2 separate regions of the Hordeum vulgare genome follow, and region 1 is linked to region 2. The links are chromatin contacts, called in public Hi-C maps. All regions are on one chromosome and are shown on one strand. Each heading gives the region's core, a stretch centred on a gene start, on an enhancer-like site or on the middle of the called end of the contact. The rest is flanking DNA. Distances are from core to core; before and after follow the strand shown. Region 1 holds the start of LOC123439514. Region 2 holds the start of LOC123439560 (autophagy-related protein 3).

Region 1 (7,074 bases), core at 2,597-5,096, 280 kb after region 2:
AAACCCTCACGGGTGAACCAACTAGCCTCAAAGGAGAAAGCATCTTTTTTTCCTTTGTGAGTGGCATTTCCAGAGTCTAACAATAGTGGAGTATGGTCAGATATAGCCCTCTGCATAGCACAAACCGTGATCAAAGGGAACTTCTGCTCCCAGTCAACACTCGTTAATACTCTATCCAATTTTTCAAAAGTCTGGTTATGTAGAGAATTGGCCCAAGTATATTTTCTACCGGAGAGTTCAATCTCCCGTAGATTCTATAATCGTATTAAACATAAAAGGCCATCTACCATCGAAATTATCATTGCTTTTCTCATCAGCTCTCCCGATGATATTGAAATCCCCACCCACCACAAGTGGTAGATTTTCATCGCAAATTCTAACCAGATCAGCCAAGAAAGCTGGTTTATGCTCCGCTTGAGCGGCACCATAAACCGCTACTAGAGCCCATTGAAACCCATCTTCCTTGTTCCTAATTCTAAATTTTACCGTGAAGTCACCTAATATAACTTCTCGCAGTTGAAGTGTATTGCATCTAACCCCAAGTAAGATCCCTCCAGACCTTCCTCTTGGAGGAAGACAGTGCCATTCAAAATCCACTCCTCCGGAAAGGGAGTTGAGAAAATGTGATGTGAAGTTGTCCCGCCCCGTCTCCATCAACGCGATGAAGTCAAGACTATGCTGTAACGTTGATTCTGCAAGGAACCTAATTTTAGCCAAGTCTCTCAGACCTCTGCTATTCCAAAAAAGTCCTTTCATATTTCATCATAAAAAATTTTAGCAGTCCTGAATCTAGCACTCCTACGAACAGCCGAAACTGGATAAACTCTTCGCCTCTTTGGCTTATCCGAAGCATACTCCTGGTCCATATAACCATGAATATCTTTGGCCGTATCAGTAAGATGCGAATTAGTAATATTGGAATCATCAAACGCTACATGCGACTGGTTAGACTCCTCCTCAGGGACTAAGTTTTGACATAATAAATTTAATCCCCCATAGTTGATATCTCCTTATCATTCATAGGTCGAACCACCGCTAAGTTTCGAATAATATCCAAAGCCCTATCAACTTCTAAGTCTAATAAGTCATTGATGGATTTTGAAACTTGTTGGCTAGTCTCACCCAAAGTCACCCCCACTGCCTTCGCATTATCTAGAATCTCTTGCGGAGTAAAATGAAGAATAGAGTGTTCAGTATTAAAAGTCATACCTATTGAATTTTGAAACTCCTTCATTTTGGCCATATGCATCGCCCGTCCAATCTGCAAGTCATCCACATCTGCTTGAGACTGAACCCGTTGACTAGATCGTCTTTCCAGACCCATCGGTTTGGGAACACCTCCGAATGCTATGACATCATCAACCGAGATCGGTCCAGACTCTGGTGCAACGGCAGTAGGTACTTCGGTTCCCGCCATGGGCGTACCCTCCGTAAAGACATCCACCACGTCGTCGGGCTGAGCAGCAACAAGGGCTGCACCTGCCACTCCTGGCCAGCGCGTCGACAGGAACAACCTGGGCCGCCGCTGGAGCATGCTGAGGTACAGCAGCAACGCAGCCCTCCCCAGCATTAAAAACCTCATGCATGGCCAAATTGGGAATTGTCTCGACAGCTCGTGCGGTAGCCACCGCACCGCCGCAGGCCAGCGCCGCATCCTCAACATGAGTCGGTTCATGTACTGATGCTCCTCCCAAACTTGCAACCGAAGCTGGCAGTTCAAACGCTGGTACAACACCGCATTGCAGACCCTGATGTGCCGACTCCTCGACCCCTGCAGGGGCAGCTGCATGTCCAATTAAGGCTGCTGCTTTGTCCGCAAGCAGCTGCGAACACTGCGACAAATCGGCAACCTGCGGCTGTCCGGTTGGGTGACCGAGCCCATCAGCAGTGCATACCTCCATAAGTCCAGCGCTAGCCGACGTAACAGGTGCACCAAGCACAATAGGAAGCGTCGTCGACGTAGCCTTAGCTCCGACCAGATACTCCTCCAACGACAGCGGTTTCAGCGCAGAGTTAGACTGCACGCTTCCCTTGAAATTGTTGGAAGTCTTCCCCGCAAATCTCGGCAGTCTAGGCGACTCCGCCCAAGAACCAAATTTTGCCGGCGCGGAGGCGGGATCAAAAGCACCAAACCGCAAATCCCTGTGCACAATAGTGTTGTTTGGACCAGTATCATTACCAGGATGAGGCTGGTTTTGCTGTGGAGTAGCAGTGTGTTTAGGGAAATCATTGGAACCTGAGTCTTTTGACCCCTCTGCATTATCTTTGGAACCACTGGCATCATCACCATCAGTCATATGAGTATCTTTATCAGAGTCAGGGACATCAAAAAGTGTAGGACTCTCAATCTCCAATTAGAGGGTGTATCTCATCCCTTCAAAGGTCCAAACAACCTCATCTGGAACTAGTTCAATATCTAGGACACTAACCAGCATCCTGGCAACACCTTTGGCTTTAGCATAAACCATATCCACCTCTTCAGTTTTACCAATAAGCGAGATGAAGCCATTCTGTAACAGAAACATTAAGAAAACTCACCGACAGGGGGCATTCAAACAATTTTTGGCATCTAAATCTAAAATTGAGAAAAGCTCTGCCTAAAATTACGAGCAAGCCCTATGTAAAAGCAGAATAAAGTCAACGTTTTCATGACTGTATATAAGTAGATGGCACGCAAACTATATATCCACACAGTACAGCAGCACGACAAGAACAGTAACAACTGGGGCAAAAAAATCATGACGTGACACCAAACATCTTTTTCCTGCGAACCAGCTCTTATATTGGCTGGCCGCATAACAGAGAGCCTGAACAAGAACACGTAATGTATATAAATTTTTTTTTTGAATTTTCAATGTATATAAACTGCCAATTAAAATATCAAAAGCACACAGTCACGTGCAAATTCGTAAACACAAGTATTCATAATTTCCACATCCTTCAACCTTTATGAAATATGCTGTTCGAATTCCCCCGTGAAAACTTACAGATTTTCAGAAAAATAACAACAGTTCTGAACTAAGCAACAAGAAGTAGACAATCCAAAGACAGATTACTGCATACCCAGTGACAAACTGGCAGCTGACAAGAGCTAAGAATCATTCTCAAATCCCAAGCTCGTGGCTCAAAGAAAAGCAATCATCGCACTAGAAAAGACAGGAATCCATCAATGTGTTTGCCAAAATAAAATTAGCCGGTAAGGACAGTCACAGTTCTCCCATCTGAAGTAAACAAGCATGCCACAAACATGTCCTATTCCAGGTCCACACAAAGTATCAAAGAACCATGTAAAACCAGGCAATGGCACGAACTATTTCGCCTCGATCGTGCTCAAAATAAAGGGGCTGAACTGAAACCCTACAAAGCGAGAGCAGCAGTATGCCATCACCAGTTCATCAAAAAATCAGGCACGAAAAACATCGGAAAGCTAGGCTGGAACACCACGCGCGAGTATAATAGACGGATCCGGCATAACTGTGACAGGACATAGCAGAAACCATGCATAAACAAGCGTGCAGACGAGGAACTTCGTGTCTGAGATCGGGAGAGGAGGAGTCGGGAGGGCGAGAGGGAGGCGCACCTACACGTGACGCTAGCAACCGCCGATCAGAACCGCCGTCCTTCTGCGAGAGGAACGCTCGAGTCGCCGGAGTGGAGAGCTGGTGGTGGTGGAGGCGGTCTCTTTTTTTCGAGGGAGAGCTCGAGGCGGCTTGCCCGAGAAAGAACGACGACTGTTTTTTCAGGGAAACTGAGACCCCGATGAGCGTCATCACGCAGCCGAGTACAACACAATCGGCTCGGCTGTCGCCCTGCGGCCCAATAAAGTCTCGGGCCGCCTCCTCGTAACTTGGGCCGACCCTCATTGAGCAGGCTGACGTGCCGCTGGTCGCTGAAGCGTGGGCCAACCGCTCTGTCACGTGACCTTTCTCCGTGTCCGCGCCTCGTCCTCTCCGCCCCACCACCAGCGAGGAGGAAGTGGCGGCCGCCTGTTGGACGGAATGGCGCAATGGGACGCGCTCGTGGACGCCGCGCTCGGCGAGCTGGCGTCCAAGAGCCTCCTGCGTGCCACGCGCCCCATCTCCCTGGCGCCGCCGCTCGCGCCGCCGGAGACCTTCCCAGGCCCCGGGCCGTGGGACCGCGCCGCCGTCGAGATCCGCCTCGACCGCGCCACCCTCCACCAGTGGCTCGCTGAAGGTCCGCAGCAGCGTCAATATCCCACGCTTGCTCGTAATAATACCCCAGACAATTCCGCTTAATTCCTTTTGCGTGTTGCTTGCTGCCTTCCTTGCTGTGTGACTGTCCCTGTTAGGCTGTTAGCTGTCAGGTTAGGATATGGTTTACTGCCTTGCTGTGTGACTGTGTCCCTGTTAGGCTGTTAGCTGTCAGAACAAGCTGCAGAGTTTGTTCGTGCTCATTGTTTTGCGATCATAGTTAACTTCGAAGATTTACTAGTAGTTGGTTCACTACATGGATTGTTCACGGGCATGTTTGGTTTAGGTGGCGAGGCCAGTGGCCAGGAAGAGGAGCTGGGTGAGAAGCTCATTCTTTTCTCCGGGAATGACTACATGGGACTCAGCTCGCATCCGGCAGTCCGTGAGGCCGCAGCGAAGGTGTGCAAGTTCTGTGCCCGTTGCGATTGTTAGGTCTGTAGAGTACTCTGAATCGAAGAGTCTCTGCTTGAGCTAACGATTGGGTGCGTTTGCTAGGCAGCTCAAGAGTACGGCATGGGCCCTAGAGGCTCCGCGTTGATTTGTGGGTATACTACTTATCACAAGTTGGTGGAGGAATCATTGGCAGAGTTGAAGAAAAAAGAGGTCTAGTGGCATAGAGTTTTGAGTTCAAGTAGCCATTGCTTCACAAGTTTTGCATCCTCACGTTAGAGTTTTTTTTTACAGGATTGCCTTCTCTGCCCCACCGGATTTTCTGCCAATATGGCTGTGATGACTGCTCTGGGAAGTATCAGCTCTCTTTTGGCGGTTGGCAGGAAACCCGCAAAGGACGAGAGAATTGCTATTTTTTCGGATGCTCTGAATCATGCTTCGATCATCGATGGGATTCGCCTTATTGAGCGTCAGCAAGAAGCTGTAGTGTTTGTCTACAAGCACTGTGACATGTCTCATCTTGATTTCCTCCTGTATGTTTTTCACTTCTCAGTCATAATATGATTATTGCATAATATGCCATATGTAACCATGAACTAAGATAGCTACAAATACAATATCATTGTCCATGCAGGTCCAGTTGCTCAATAGAAAAGAAAGTTGTTGTCACAGACAGGCAAGTTTTTTCTCGGATTTAATTTCCTCGCCGAAGAAGTACATTTATGTTTGTGTGAAGTAGTAGAGGCATGCTCGAGGCATGCATAATGTCAGAGCACCCAAATTCAGATGCTCCTTTATTGATACAATGCAGCTTGTTTAGCATGGATGGTGATCTTGCTCCATTACCTGAACTTGTGGAACTACGTAGGAAGTATGGATTTTTATTGGTCATCGATGATGTTAGTAATTTTATCTCCTCTCAGATACATTTTTGCAGAGTTTCTTAGTGATCGATTTTGTTGTGATTTTCCTTGAACAGGCCCATGGAACACTTGTTTGTGGTGATAATGGTGGTGGTGTACCCGAGCTGCTTGAATGTGAGAGTGGAATTGACATAAGTGTTGGCACCTTAAGCAAGGCTGCTGGCTGCCAGGGTGGGTTTGTAGCATGCAGGTAAACAGACTTACAGACACTTAGATCAGGTTGTAGTATGAATGCACACACTTCTGTACATCGCGGTACTGATTTTAGTAAAAAAATTCATATAAAGTGATTTTCAAGGTTCTGGATCATGTCATCTAAGTTAGCTTTGGCAAATTTGCAACACAGTACCTCATGCTTATAATTCAATGAACAGGAGATAACTTGTTATGCACATCTGCAACACTGTATATTTATGGTACTGGACACTAGACTTTGGAACATCAGTACTCCACACTACATGGCTTCCCTACACTTTGGACTTACTATGATATCTTGATAGTTTACTTACTAATAACTAAAATTTTGGAATGTGTTGAGCAGCACCCGATGGAAGAGTTTAATTCAGTCGCGAGGTCGCTCGTTCATTTTTTCTACTGCTTTGCCAGTGCCAGTAGTTGCTTCTGTTCAAGGTAATATTCACAACATACCAACGACGTCACAGAACCCTCTAAAATGAATATCGCAAGCTAGTGGACTGTCATTGTTGTGTTCCATTTATTGAGCCAATCTCCAATATTTATTTTTATCAATATTTCCTCTTACCTTCTATTCATTAGGAAATGCTTAAAATGATGTCTAGTGCTTTCACATTGGTTAGTAAGAATGATAACTGGATACAAGCACTTCAGCTAGTTTAAGAAACTACAGTTATCAGGAACTTGCATTTTTCTGAACGAGAAACTATCACGTTGCTTCAAATATTCGTGCTGTTTTCTGATTCTAGCGGCGCTCCATGTCTCAAGGAAGGAAAGATGGCGGAGATCATTGGTCTGGAGGCATGTGCAGTATTTTGCATCCTTGACTAAACTCAATATAACTAGTCCCATAATTTCCATAGTAGTAGGAAGTGAAGAAGCTGCACTTAGGGCTGGCAGGTTATCTCTTCCTTCCAATTTTATTTAGTGCTAGTCTGGGTCATCTTATGTTCCTAATCATTTCGTTTTTGAACCGCAGGCATATGCTAAGATCTGGATTTCATGTTACACCAATTCGACCACCCACCGTGCCGCCCAACTCATGCAGGTCCCTCCTCCCTCCTGCTTTTTTCGTTTGCAACCCAGTGTCTTGTCATGAGCTTTACCAATCTAGAACGTGCAACCCTGTGTCCAAGTAATTGGACTAGGACTTTATGGTTAAGGGCGTATAGCACAATGTCATAATTAGCAAAATTGCTTGTAGCATGCATATCTCTGTATCTATGGATTCCTGCTCGATTCTAGTGCGGATAAATCACCAATCGACCAAGATTAACTGACCATGAATCTCTTGACAGGCTGCGAATAACTTTGAGTGCTTCTCATTCCTCGGATGACATCAAGAGGCTGGTCAA
Region 2 (6,590 bases), core at 1,611-4,110:
TTCATCACAGCAGCATGCTTGCAAGGATGCACTGAGGCGTGCTGTCCTGCTAACAAGTGTGGGTGGTCTTCGATAGTCACCTGTATCAACAAATAAAATTGATGGTTTAAGCACCACACAATGCCAATGTAGGAAAAGGGAGGGGGCATGGAAATGTTGGATAAACTATGCGAGCAAAGAGATACTCATTTGAAGGCTATTCAACAAAAATACAACCACAAACCTACTACTTCCTCCGTCTGGAAATAGTTGTCGCTCAAACGGATGTATCTAGATACATCTGTTTGAACGACAACTATTACACTGAAACTCTTACACTGAAGACACCTACATTGGCTTATCATGATTCACAAAAGGCCTACTACCGAACCATAATAAGCACAACTTGAATGGCAGGATGAAGATAGCACAACACGCATGGACCAGAACCGGGAAAACTAATAATATCTGAACTCTGATGCCGAAATACTGAAAGACAGCAGAAATTCTAGAATACTATACCATTGAAGAAGTAAAAAAATGAATAATTGCGGAGTATTTTCTAAAGCACACTTTCTGCTTCTTTGGGTTAATATGCACAGTTTTATATGACACTGGAGACTAAGTAGAAATTATAAGCATGACTATTAAGGAAGTCACGGATGCCAACTTACTGATGTGGGATAAATTAGCTATTTGTGTATTTCACTAGACATGTCGGAAAACCGAGGTAAATATGGCATGTCAGAAAACTGAGGTAAATAAAACAAGATAGCTAGAAATTTACCGTTTTGTGTGCATGGTCTTGACTGATATCTTGAAACACAAGGTCAGGCTTTAATGGCATTCTTGCCTACAATGGCAAACAAAAAAAGCACATCAAGTTTAGCTGCAGCAAGCAAGACAACAACAACTACATGTAAAATGCACTTCCTGGGTGCACCAATACTTTACCTCATCATAGCCTGTAAGCCAGACACGTGGAGTTTGATAGTACTTGTCATATCTGCAGTACAAGAACTACTTATATACTTTTCCAATAAGAGTGTGAAACACACCAATGATATGACAAAGCAAACAGAACTAAGTGGGCGATCTAGTTAAGCAAATTAACTATGGTAATCCTTCAACACAACAGCAAGTTAATTCTCAAAATGTTGGAAAATATATGGCAAATCGAATGTGTATCAGCCTATCAGGTGAACCATAACTCACTGTGCTCCAAGCACAGGCCGGCTTTAGAAGAACACATAAATTTCCACGTTTGTATAGTTGTATCTACGAATAGTACAGAACTACACACCAATCAAACAACTAAGCACTAGCACTAACCAATTTATACAAAAAAGTAAATCAAAATACACAGATAAGCTTTATACGAATAGTACAGAACTACACACCAATCAAACAACTAAGCACTAGCACTAACCAATTTATACAAAAAAGTTAAATCAAAATACACAGATAAGATAAAGCTTACGTGATGCTGACATCATATGTTCTAGTAAGAAGAATGTTGTCATCATCAGGCTCTTCTGCGACAAAATATGAAGGCTGAGGGGTAGCCTGAAATGAGATGACAAAGGCAAAACGGAAATCGTTAACAGTTCCGAATTTTGTCAGCCTTGCTTAGCATATCAATGATAGGTTCATGGCCTCACTGTTGAATGATCTCCTGTGTCTTCATAGGTGTCCATGTCAGGTATATCCTCCTCCTCATCTGGCTTTTCACTAGCACCAAAGTACGAGGGGATAGATTTGATCTCTTCGACTTTCCCTATGTCCAATGTATCCATAGACGGAATGTCTTCCTCCTCTTTCGACTCTGATGCTAAACATTACCGGCGGAGGAAACAAAAGGGAGTTCAGCCCATACAATCAACAGCATAAAACAAAGCAGCATTGACACTGAGAGATCAACCTTGCACCCCATGTGTTGCGAGCCAGCCTTCGCCGTCGTCGTCATCATCAAGGACAACCTCAGCCGCCGCTGCATCATACTCTTCCTCGACCGACATGGCTCGTCTTAGGCAAGGCACTGCAAACAAAACCATAATTATGAGTCCACTTGTAAGAACAAATAATGAGCAACCAACCCGGATTTTCTGAAGCCATGACCGTTCTACTAACTATGTCCCTATTTATCTTTTTCATCAGCCAACAATGTTCGACTAGCAGTACAGAAATATGACTAAACATGCCTGCTACACTTGTAACTACCCATCGGCACACGGGGATAACAACCAATTCTATCCCCCAACGCAGCATCCACCAAATCGAATGAAATACTAGACAGGAAGCATGGATCACATCTTGACGCAATTCAATTCGACAGCAGCATACATACCGTTCCTGGTGACGAGGAACTGCTTATCGGAGGGGAGATACGGCTTCCTCTTGCTCGGATCGCCCTTCTCCCTGCACAACACAGGCACCCACCAAACTATCAGATCAATCAGACGCCCGACCCCCCGCCCGGAAACCCCCCAAAATCCCTGAACCGCGGAGGCGAGGGGGCGCACCAGGACCAGGTGGGGCACTTGGACACGAGGTTGTCGCCGGCGAGGATGAACTCGGGGACGGAGAGGACGCCCTTCTCGAGGAACGCCGAGACGGTGCGCGGGCCCGTGACCCGCTCCACCGTCCCCTTGTAGAGCTCGTAGACCTTCTGCTTCACCTGCATCGTCGCCGCCTCGCCTCGCCTCCCCTCTCCTGTTTGCTTCCTGTCGACGGAGACGAAGGGGGAAGCGTGGGAGAGAGGGGCAGGAGGAGGAGGAGGAGTTCCGTTTGCCTCGAGCAGAAGGCACCGGCGAGAAGGTGGAGCAGGCCAGAGCCGTCTCTGCTGTTTTCTAGTAGTACGCTACCGGAGTTTTTTCTGGAGGGGGAGTACGCTATCGGAGTTGGAATACGCACGATCGGTGGGAGGTATTTTTTCTAGGGTGATCTGTGGGAGTTGGGAGTCGGGGTGTTGGACTCAGGACGGTTGAGCCCGGCCCGAAGCCCGGACGTAAGCTAAAATATAAGCCCTAGCCCGGATAAAAAAAACCCGCCTCGGCGTAAAAAAAACCTGAATCATGAGGCCGGGCTTATTGCAAAATTACAATCTCTCCCTAATTAAAGCACGGAGTGCTTCTGTCGTCCGTCGTGGTTGTTTTGCAGAAAACCCCTCGACGTTTTCTGAAATCAACCCGCGGTCCGGATTTAAGTCAGAAGACGAAGCGTTTTTTCCATTTTTCAGAAAATCTCCTCATGTTTCAGGTAATCACCCCGCAGTCCGGATTTAAGTCAGAAAACGAATCTTTTTTGCATTGTTTAGAAAACCTCTTGATGTTTCAGGTAATCAACCCGCCCTCCGTATTTTAACAAAAAAAAACCTAACTTTTCAGTTAATCAATCCAAATTTTATCTAAAACAAAATTAATCTCCGATTTTAACATGCTATATATAAAATTTGATTAAAAAATATGTAGAATCTAAATAGGATGTTATTTTTAGCTGTTGAATACTTCTTAAATACTATTTTTGGTGCAAACTTAATCTGTATTGTACGGTCCTTTTTTTTCTCTCTTTCCGACGACGATACGAATTGCAATAAATATCCATTAAATTAAAACCAAATTGAGAGGAAAGAAAACATCGTGAACCACACTTGCACAGCTTTGAAAAATCTCGTGGGGAGAAACAACATATTTCTCATCTTATTCCGAGAGATTGTACATTCAAACGCGTTTTCGTTGTGTGAGCACTAAAATCATCGTCGGCAACACAAATGTGATGTCATGTGAAAATATATTGCGTTCAGAGCGTGTGTTATTTTCTTTTTCGTTGCAACGCACGGACTCTTTTGCTATGAATAACAACAGCTTACAACAACATGTCTTCCCTTAGATAATAGCATCAGAGAAACTCCAACGGGTCGACCCAAACGGACGGTGATTTTGTCCGACTTTTGTCCGTTTGGACCGGTTAGGCGGACACGAATGTCCGCTTCCACAAATGGATCGGCCCGTGCGCCCAACGCTGGCCGGACCCATTTTTGCCGGCGTGCGAAAAAATACATAATGCATAATTAAACATTAAAAGCCGGCCACTAAGGCCGGCGATAGTCCACGCGTCCGCATTACATTAAATAAACATAAAAAAACTAAAACTACGTCCACGCAGCCCTAGGCGTCCTCGTCGTCGTCGGGGCCAGTGAGATCGACCAGCGTAGGCACAGGGCCGGTCCAGGGCAACGTCGAGTTTCAGAGCGCAGCTGCGTGCGCCTCCGTAGTCTGTCCCGCCGGCGCGGGTTGTGCTGGTGGCGGTGGCAGAGTAGCAGCACGGGCACGCTCCTTCGCCTCCGCCTCCCGTCGTTCCTCCTCCTCCTCCTTCTCCACCTGCATGAGCCGAAGGCCTTCGGGGCGCTCCGCCAGCAGGTGCTGCGACCTCCAATGCTTGAGGTAGGCCTGCTCCTGCTGCGGTGTCACACCCAGCCAGATGGGCGGCGCCGTCCCGAACTCCTGGGCGACGCCGGTCCACTGGTAGACCTCTCGCGGCTCCACGGGCTCGGGCTTCGGCGGAGGTGGAACGACGCAGTCGTCGTGGCCGACAGTGTGATGGCCTCCGCGAGCTATTGCTGGTACGTCGCCTCCTCGTCGGCCCTGCGCTGCGCTTCCTCCTCGCTGTCGCACAGAACGGCAACGAGCGCCGCCTGGTAGGTGGCCTCAGCCTCCTGGTCCTCGTCGCTGACGACGGGCAGGGGCGGCGGAGGGCCTCCTGGCTGCACTTCACACATGCCACGACGGCGTTGCTCTTCGTGCTCCACTGCGAACCACACCTCCCAGTTAGGGTAGTCAGCCGCATATGTGGGGTCTCGACGCTGCTCCGCCGTCAGCAGACGTTGACGACGACTCAACTCCTCTGCATGCACCCGCGCCGACCGCGCCACGGCCGGCACCGATATCCTCTCCGGATCCAAATGCCAATCGTGCGACAGCGTGACATCGGGGTAAGGGAGCGACACGCGATGCTCCCAGTGCCACCGCGCTTTGGTGCACCGGGACGCTCATGCGCTGGCGAGGCCGGTGGGAAGACGACGGCGGGGAGATGGCATGGGGGTAGAGCGGGGCCTTGCCCTTGTTTGGGAAGCCGACGACCATGGTGTGCTAGGGTTTCGGTTTCTTGGTCGCCGAGGAGGTGGCTGGATGTGGGCGGGCGGGGTTCTGGAAGCAGATGGCGGAACCCACCGCGCACTCGGATTAAAAAAGGCCGGTCGTGATCGTTGACACGTGGGCCTGAGGATGGCGGCCGTCATAAATTATGTTGACCGCGGTGGTTGGGGCGGACACCGAGGGGGCGCACGCGCGTCCGCGCCGACGCATTTCAGTCCCAAATTTGGGTCGAAAATGGGTCAGCGTGGACACGAAGCAGACATGTTTTGGCAATGGGTCGGCGCGTTGGGCCATCATTTTTGTCCGCGCCGACCCAAACGGACGGCGGTGGACAAAATGGGTCGCCCCATTGGAGTTGCTCTCAGCAAGCATATAAGTTGATAACAACATGTCAACGTAACACAAGTCAACAAGCGGTATAAGTTGATAAAAGCAACTCTAGCATACCCCTTGAATTTCCCCAACCCGCAAATAACCGCTAGTTTGCGATTTTGGACAAAAGAGTGACCCGAACAGAAACCTTAAAAGCGTTTGACCCATAAAAAAATTAAGATGCACGGTAAAATTCTCCCTCCGACCCGCGAAAACACAACCCCCCCATGTTGGATCGTTAGAAGGGGTGTCTAGAGGGGGTGAATAGATTACTTGCACAAATTAAAATCCTAGCCTTTTACCAATTTTAATTGTTGGCAAATTTTAGCTGTTCTAACAAGTCTAGTGCACCCTAGACATGCTAGTCAACAAATATGACAGCGGAAAAGTAAAGAATTTGCACAGGTAAGTAAGAAGTAGAGTTTAGGAAGATCAAACGCAAAAAATGACACGACGATTTTTGGCGTGATTCTGATAGGTGATGCTATTCGTACGTCCATGTTAGTGGAGACTTCAACCCACGAAGGGTAACGGCTACGAGAGTCCACGGAGGGCTCCACCCACAAGGGATCCATGAAGAAGCGACCTTATCTACTCCACCATGGCTTACGTCCACACAAGACTAGCCTCACTCACGATAGATCTTCACGAAGTAGGTGATCTCCTTGCCCGTATAAACTTCTTGGTTCAACTCCACAACACAAAGTAGGAGGCTCACAAGCGACACCTATCCAATCTAGGAGGCACTATCCTCCAAAAGGTAATAGATGCGTAGAACGATGAACTCCTTGCTCTTGTGCCTCAAAAGATAGTCTCCTCAACACTCAGTCATTCTCTCACAGATTTGACATGGGTAGGAGAGATTGATTTTGTGGAAAGCAACTTGGGGAGGCTAGAGATCAAGTTTCAAATGGTTGGATTGGGATCTCTTGATCTTAACACATGAGTAGGTGGCTCTCTCTCAGAAAAATGGATCTAGCTAGTGGGTGTGTGTTCTAAGTGCTTCCTCTGCGAATGAGAGGAGGTGGAGGGGTATATATAGGCACCCCCCAAAATCCAACCGTTATAACATTATTGCCCAAATCG

What was found. Hi-C and Micro-C count contacts between places; a contact is called where the count stands out from the background.
Region 1: a Hi-C map of seedling shows a contact between it and region 2, with 6 times the contacts expected there. The contact joins the promoter of LOC123439514 here to the promoter of LOC123439560 in region 2. A contact is called at or near these places in 2 of 6 Hi-C or Micro-C datasets (leaf and seedling).

Annotation. Positions count from the first base shown.
Region 1 is chr1H:387,264,181-387,271,254 of MorexV3_pseudomolecules_assembly, reverse strand. It overlaps LOC123439514, which reads right to left and starts at 3,846. Exons shown (of 3, transcript XM_045116226.1): 1 at 3,581-3,846; 2 at 1,210-2,510. The coding sequence starts at 2,297. The coding sequence ends at 1,359. It overlaps LOC123439484 (8-amino-7-oxononanoate synthase), which reads left to right and starts at 3,940. Exons shown (of 10, transcript XM_045116206.1): 1 at 3,940-4,194; 2 at 4,498-4,610; 3 at 4,707-4,814; 4 at 4,896-5,134; 5 at 5,236-5,277; 6 at 5,413-5,500; 7 at 5,581-5,714; 8 at 6,488-6,619; 9 at 6,699-6,767; 10 at 7,018-7,074. The coding sequence starts at 3,999.
Region 2 is chr1H:387,539,334-387,545,923 of MorexV3_pseudomolecules_assembly, reverse strand. It overlaps LOC123439560 (autophagy-related protein 3), which reads right to left and starts at 2,860. Exons shown (of 10, transcript XM_045116260.1): 1 at 2,502-2,860; 2 at 2,327-2,397; 3 at 1,901-2,017; 4 at 1,641-1,810; 5 at 1,460-1,545; 6 at 934-985; 7 at 767-832; 8 at 1-80. The coding sequence starts at 2,662.